Regions from separate parts of the Astyanax mexicanus genome. Here region 2 is linked to region 1. The links are chromatin contacts, called in public Hi-C maps. All regions are on one chromosome and are shown on one strand. Each heading gives the region's core, a stretch centred on a gene start, on an enhancer-like site or on the middle of the called end of the contact. The rest is flanking DNA. Distances are from core to core; before and after follow the strand shown.

The links. A called contact is a pair of places that touch in the nucleus more often than the background predicts.
Region 2: a contact with region 1 is called in a Hi-C map of muscle, with 18 times the contacts expected there. The contact joins two enhancer-like sites. A contact is called at or near these places in 2 of 3 Hi-C or Micro-C datasets (both in muscle).

Annotation. Positions count from the first base shown.
Region 1 is chr7:28,558,952-28,562,384 of AstMex3_surface, forward strand. It overlaps zfand4 (zinc finger, AN1-type domain 4), which reads left to right. Exons shown (of 10, transcript XM_049481180.1): 9 at 264-318. Among protein-coding and RNA genes, the nearest start is that of marchf8, 12 kb to the right of the region's middle. Within about 2 kb of position 1,485, the one cell type or tissue checked has an H3K27ac peak away from gene starts, as active enhancers do.
Region 2 is chr7:28,748,862-28,752,294 of AstMex3_surface, forward strand. The region is part of intron 5 of marchf8 (membrane-associated ring finger (C3HC4) 8); the gene reads left to right. Among protein-coding and RNA genes, the nearest start is that of vdac2, 31 kb to the right of the region's middle. Within about 2 kb of position 1,675, the one cell type or tissue checked has an H3K27ac peak away from gene starts, as active enhancers do.

The DNA.
Region 1 (3,433 bases), core at 235-2,734:
GTGCAGTAATGCAAATAATAATAATAATAATAATAATAATTAGTTTCAGTGCAAAAGCCAGAGTTTTGATACAGGTGCCAACAGGTATAGCACCAATACCAACAACATTGGTAGGACATTAAAAACACACTACTGTCAATACCTGTCGTTAACTGGTTACTGTTAATATGAGTAGTGTTTAGATTGTCCTTTTTTTTTTTTTTACAAAGCATTTTAACTTTTCTTGTCTGGGGTGTCAGTTTGACAGAATCATGTCTTTTCAGCCCTCAGGAATGCTGGGCTCTTCGAGTGGATCCTCCAGTTCAATAAAAAGACAAGGTGAGTCTGTTGACTTTATGATCAGGATGCGCTTTGTGTGAAGTGTTGTCGGGAGTGTCGTGACTGTCCTCAGTGCTTTACAGACACTCTCTCTCTCTCTCTCTCTCTCTCTCTCTCTCTCTCTCTCACACACCTCACTCACCATCTCTCTGCATCCCAGACAACTATTTAATGCTACACTGCACACATTCAGTGGAATGCCTTATCTCTCCTGAAGAGTGGGAGGCTGCTGACGCACAGTTGTGTTTCTGTGCTTTAGAAACTACACTGTTTGGATATCAAAATAGATTGTTTTATAGCTAGGTTCGTTATCTCATTGAAGGGATGTGTTTTGTTGTTATTAGTAAGTAACAAAATGCCACTGAACTACTGGTTTCTGCTTGGTTTAATTTTTATCGTCACTGTGGTTTAAATTGGCATTGACATGAATTCAAACAAATTGCATGACCTCCTTTTGTTATTTATGTATCAGGCAGTAGTGAAGTGATGAGCTGTAAATATACTGAAGAAACACACAGTTTTCATTTTGTTATGACTACCTCTGTGTGTGGGTTTTCACCAGTGGTATATTGAGAAGTGTCATGATGAAAATGCAGCCTTGACCCCGAGGTTAGCAGGGGAGCAGTTCTGCTTTATGAGCTTGATGCATGTTGTATGGGCCCAGCAGTGGCATAGCACGTTTTCAATTATTCACCAGTGTTCACAGAAAGAGCGTCTGCCAGCAGGAACCAAGCAACAGGAAATGTAAACCATAAACCCTCCCCAATCAACACTCGCAACATGCAGACGCATGTTCACGTGTGCATGTTCACGCTATCACACATGGTATAGACATACTCACAGAGTAACACAGCCAGCATGCAGCTCCACAAGACGCCAACTACCATACTTATCATTTGAGACAGCGGAAACATAGAAGTCTTCAGGGATGGATTTCTGTGTTTCAGTGCTAGACAGTTCTCCAGCAGCTGGTGTTTTTGATTTTTTCTGAAATGTTCCCAGAAATATCACTGCCAGTGCTGTCATATCAGAGATTGTCAGTGGCACAGAAGCACATCTGTGGAAGCATGCTTCAGAACTGATAGCTCTAGAGGAACACAGCTATAAATCCAATCTCATGCCTCAGCGCCTGGCCTAGTGCTTCTCCTGACTGTTTCCGTCACACAACGCTTCCTTTATCGTATTGCTGTGCGCTTCCCTCGCCCCCTACTTTTTTGTGCCTCGATAACTGCTCAACCTAAAAAGTTATTGTTGGTAGCAGAAACCTGACTAATTGTTGCCATTATGTGTAATTATTTATTGTTTTATGCACACAATCAGTGCTATGTTAGAGACCTGAATTTTATGTACTGTTTGCTTCTTTTATTTAGAGAAGACCTGCCCCATGCTGTAAGAACCCTGGAATATTTAATCGTATACAGAACAAGCTCGACTGGTTGTCTGTGGCAATGTTTCCCAACCTGTGTTCTGGATGCACCCTGCCCTGCATAATTTAATGTTTTTACCCCCAGTAACTCTGAAAGGGCTTGTTAATAAGCTTATTATTTAATACAGGTGTGTTGGGGAAGTTCATTAATAAAAAACTACAGATTTTACAGATTACTCATTACTTAAATTGTAGTATGATTACTTTATTCAATACATCTTGAAAAAATGTAATTCAAATCTCATTCTGCATTAATTTACTAACTTCTAAGTTACACTCATACAAATACACCCATATAAATGTACTGAAATAAGCAGTTTTATTTTATTTTCCTTTTTTTTAATTCATTTAGGAACTAAATTGCAACATTAAACGTTTATAAAATAAGTTTAACCACACTTTTTGTTTATATTTCTTAAATCCAAATTTGTTTAAACATTAGAAAATTGTTGGTCAGTAATACCTTGCTATAAGTTACTTAATACATTAATAAATTAAGTATCTGTTTACCTTGTTTGGGTGATACTAGGACACTCTGTCCTTCAGCACAGGCTCTTTAGCCTCGAGTTGTATTTTAGCATGCACCCTCATTCAATACTTAAAAAAAGCTTTCAAAATTGCTTTCAGCAAATTCTAAATGACAATGTTGTTTCATCATCTGCTATTGTGGGCTGTATTCGTACTGTGTGTGTTTACAGTCATGTGACAAGCTGATTAGGCAGCTTTGTTAAAGAGCATGAATAAATTAGGCAGAAGACGGCAAAAAATGAATTAGGTGTTGGGCTTAAAGGAAACTGTTTTTTATTAAGGTAGCTGTAGCTGTAACTGTAATGTGATTACAAAAAAATTAACTGTTACAGCAAAAGTAAAAAAAAAGTGTAATGTGTTACTCTACTGGATTTTGCTTTGCTCACACCACATTATTTTTGCCTGATTTTCCATTCCCTTACTGTTTTTGGTAGATCTCCAACAAAAACATTTGCTTAGAGGTGATCTACCAAAATCAGCGATCTCTCTGCGCTCACTCAGTCGTGTAGTGTGAACTAGTGAAAGATGCTTTGCAAAAATATAGCAAACATCTTAAATATCTAAACCAGACGGCGATTAGGAGTCAAGAGCCTCGACTACCTACAACTAATTCTTGACCCCATATCTCAGACCAGTCATGTAGCATGAACCCACCCGTCATATTGTGTTATGTGAACCAGGCATTACCGGGAGAAGGAAAAACACTAAAATGTGCAGGGCAGTGTGCCTCCAGGACAAGGACTAAGAAACTTCTCTGTATGTCTGGTAGAGTCAGATACCAAGCATGTTTTTGATGCTTGATTGACTAGTGACATGCTTCCTGCACTTGACGCATATACAAGAGTCTACTATTCTGCTAACACACTCACTTAATTTGTGAGGAATTAACTTTTTTTTATAAATGAATTAAATGGCTTTAATTATATTTGAAGTACATTTGTGTTTATTCGCTGGAGGATTGTGTGCGCTTTCTCTCTCCTATAATTTCTGTTTTGCATTGTTCTTGTGAAAGCTGCTGACATTTGTTTGCTTTGTTTTGCTGCCTAAAATGTTTTCAGGCACTCCAACATATCACCTCCCTCCTGTGAAAGCCCCTGTTGGCTCAAAAAAGAAGACTTCAAAGCACTGCTTCCTGTGTGGGAAGAAGACTGGGCTAGCCAC
Region 2 (3,433 bases), core at 425-2,924, 190 kb after region 1:
GTGTCTTTGCATGTCTGTGTGCGTGTCTGTGTGTCTTTGCATGTCTGTGTGCGTGTCTGTGTCTTTGCATGTCTGTGTGCGTGTGTCTTTGTGTGTCTTTGTGTCTTTGCGTGTCTGTGTCCGTGTGTGTGTCTTTGCATGTCTTTGCGTGTCTGTGTGCGTGTCTGTGTCTGTGTGTGTGTCTCTGCGTGTCTTTGTGTGCTTTTCTGTGTCTGTGTGTGTGTGTGTGTGTCTTTGCGTGCCTTTGTGTGCTTTTCCGTGTCTGTGTGTGTCTCTATGTGTCTCTGTGTGTGTTAGAGATAAAGCAGGTTTTGTTTTATCTCTTGTTCTCTATAGGGCTGTGTATTGGCGAGTTTGGCGATACGATATGTATCACAATACCAGTGTTACAGACATTAAATGTCTCAATATATTGTGATACTGTAAGCAAGGCAATATATTGTACATTTTCAGAAAATAATATAAAAATACACATTCGCTCCATAATTTAAATCTAAATCTGAAGTTATTTGCTATTATAACAGTGGGATCGAACGACAGCTTACAACATTGATATCTAGTAGTTTGAGTTTGCACCTGAATGATTTTTGAAATTGAAAGTCAAGACTTAAATTAGGCTGTGTTAGTATGTCTTTGCTTTCATAATAATGATAACAAATGATTGGAATACACACCCAAAAAAGCATTTTACTCACCATTGTCTTTAAGAACCAGATGTGCTCTGACTTTGGCAGATTGGCATTTTAACAGCGCAAAGCTTCTGCACTTCTCAGCAGAGGAAACTGACCTGTGCGTTAAGGCTGCACAAGCAGGTCAATTATGGGAACAGCAATGTAATTTTATTTTGTTTATTGTTAATATAAAGGTGTGCCCCAGCGTTGCCAAGATAGCAATAAGCCAGAAATTTACCTGAACACACCTCACTTCCTGACCACCGTGTTTATTGGCGTAGATACATTTGCAAACTTAGTAGCTATTGAAATGACACAGGTTCAAGGCATGAGAATAGACTGTTGGCGGGGTGTAAGTTAGCAATAGGCATGTAAGAAGGGGCCCCATGTTTCTGAATAGTGATACAATAGATACTTTAATGTGGATCAGGGCAATATGACAATATTGTATTGAATCGAGATTTGTTTTCTTATCGTATATGTTTTTTTTGAGCATATCGAGAATGCAGTATCTGCATTGCTTAAAGAACATTCACCCAACTGTACAAATAATTACAGAAAATATTTTAAAAATCATGCTTAATTACATGAAGTGCAACAAAAAGTCAATTCAAATCACTGTACTTTGCATGAGGAAGTATTTGAATTGCTGTTTTTAAGAATCTGCCATATTGCTGTTGCATTTTATCTGATATTGTGATAAAAAAAAATTAAGTAACTATATTTAAAGGCACTTTGACACTACACTTTATGTATCGATACATATTTTTATTACATCCCTGTTGATCTCACTGTCTGTTAATCATGTAAAGCCTTGACCGGATAAGGCCAGCATGGAAATAATCATTACCCTGCTCAGATCTTTCAATCTGAAAAGCTGTTCCTCAACACAAACATGGAAACTACTCCTGTCTTCTGTCTTCTGTACTCCTTATTAACGTCCCCGCGCCCTTCCCTCTCTGTCGGGAATGAATTAAGGGTCGTGGAGGATGGTTGGCAGATGTGTTTGTTGGCGGAGGTCTACGCTCTGCCGTTATAAGGTGTGGCTGGGTGTTTGTTTGCTATGGCTTGGCTGCTTTATCTGCTTAAGCTTTGTCTCATAATCTGCCTGTAGGACAGCCAACTTTCGCAAGCCTATACACAGAAGTATTGAATAAACTCTGTAAGGACTTAGCAATGCACAGAGGGAGGCAACCGGCCTCGGATCTTGTTTTTCCTGTTGATGAAATAATGAAGAATCGGTTCCAAAACCCAGAAAGATCATGTGTGTCACTGAACCTTTTATTTTTCTAAGCGTAATTCTAAAACCAAAATAAAAAGTTTAAGTAAAGTGCAGTCCATCCCTGATTTTTACTGTTTGCTGTCTGTTTGAAGTGCTTAAGATTGACGTGAACTGCTTTCAGATTCACTTTGAACAGCAGCACTTCTCAGCAGCACAAGGGCACCATCAGCTTCACTACAGGACTGCTTACATTGGGGCTATTTGTGCTTTTAACCATCACAGCTAACTTGTTAGCTGTTAGCAATGGGTTCTGAATCACAAATGGACTCTCTGTGTGTGTGCTTCAGCGTGACACTGAGGGAATAATTGTGTGTCCTTGGTTGTGACCGAAATGGCTCCCTACTCCCTCATTAGTGTTTAGCTATGTAGGTAGACATTATTTAGTTCACTAAATAGTGGTGAAAACAGGAGTGAATTCGGACACTTCTTTGTCATTATCATGAGCCTGCACCTGTCGCTTAAACACACACACACACTCTGAATTAAAGTTAGTGAAGCTCTGAGCTAATCATGGAGTGATCGTCTCTCTGACTGTTATATTTACACTGTTTAAAAAAATAATCCTCCTCCATGAACTACATGGAGAAGCATCTGAATTAAACCGTGTACACCCGCTCGCAATGTTGCCAGATTGGGTATGCTAAATGTCCAGGCATGGAGGAAACACTGTGCTTTGAAGTACCAAGTGTTAAAAGTATAGAAATTTGAGTCAAATTTGATAAGTGTTGTATTTAGATATACAGAGCTTCCAGTCCTGCTGATGGAAATTTGAATAAGCTGTGTTGGTTATTATGTTATGTATGAGTATTAACTTCTTTCATTGCTTGTAAGTTTATTTTTATGTACTGTAATTACTTTTTTTGGTTCTTGTGTCCTATGATACTCTAAAAACATATATAATATACACATGCAGATAAAATTATTTTAAATATATATATATATATATATATATATATATATATATATATATATATATATATATATATATATATATATATATATATATATATCATTGTAATTAGTGATATTTAAGGTAATGTATTTTATTTAAGTTCATGTTGTAATAAACCCTGTAACACTGTTGATATGCTGAACACTAGCTGTTTTGTTTTTGGGCAGTTTTCTCTGCATTTTGGTGGATTTGAAACACGTTTTATCAGTGAATTGGGTTTACCTGGATTCCACTGTAAAAATCTGGCAACCCTGGTGGCTCACTGTCCGCTCCATTTGAGGGCTAACTGCCTATTGCTTAGTAGCGAGACGGCTCGCGTAGTACGCAGCGATGTTTACTATAAATCATGATGCATTATGGGAGTTTTTAGTGCCCTCAAAATCACGTTCCAGTTCCCCCTTATGATTTAAACACTCAAAGAAAAATGTCCGACGTACTCAGAAGTGCCCTAAATAGTAAATAGGGAGCCATTTCAGTCACAGCCCTTCTCTAAGTGGACTCTTTAAATCAGATGGAGGAAGCCGAGAG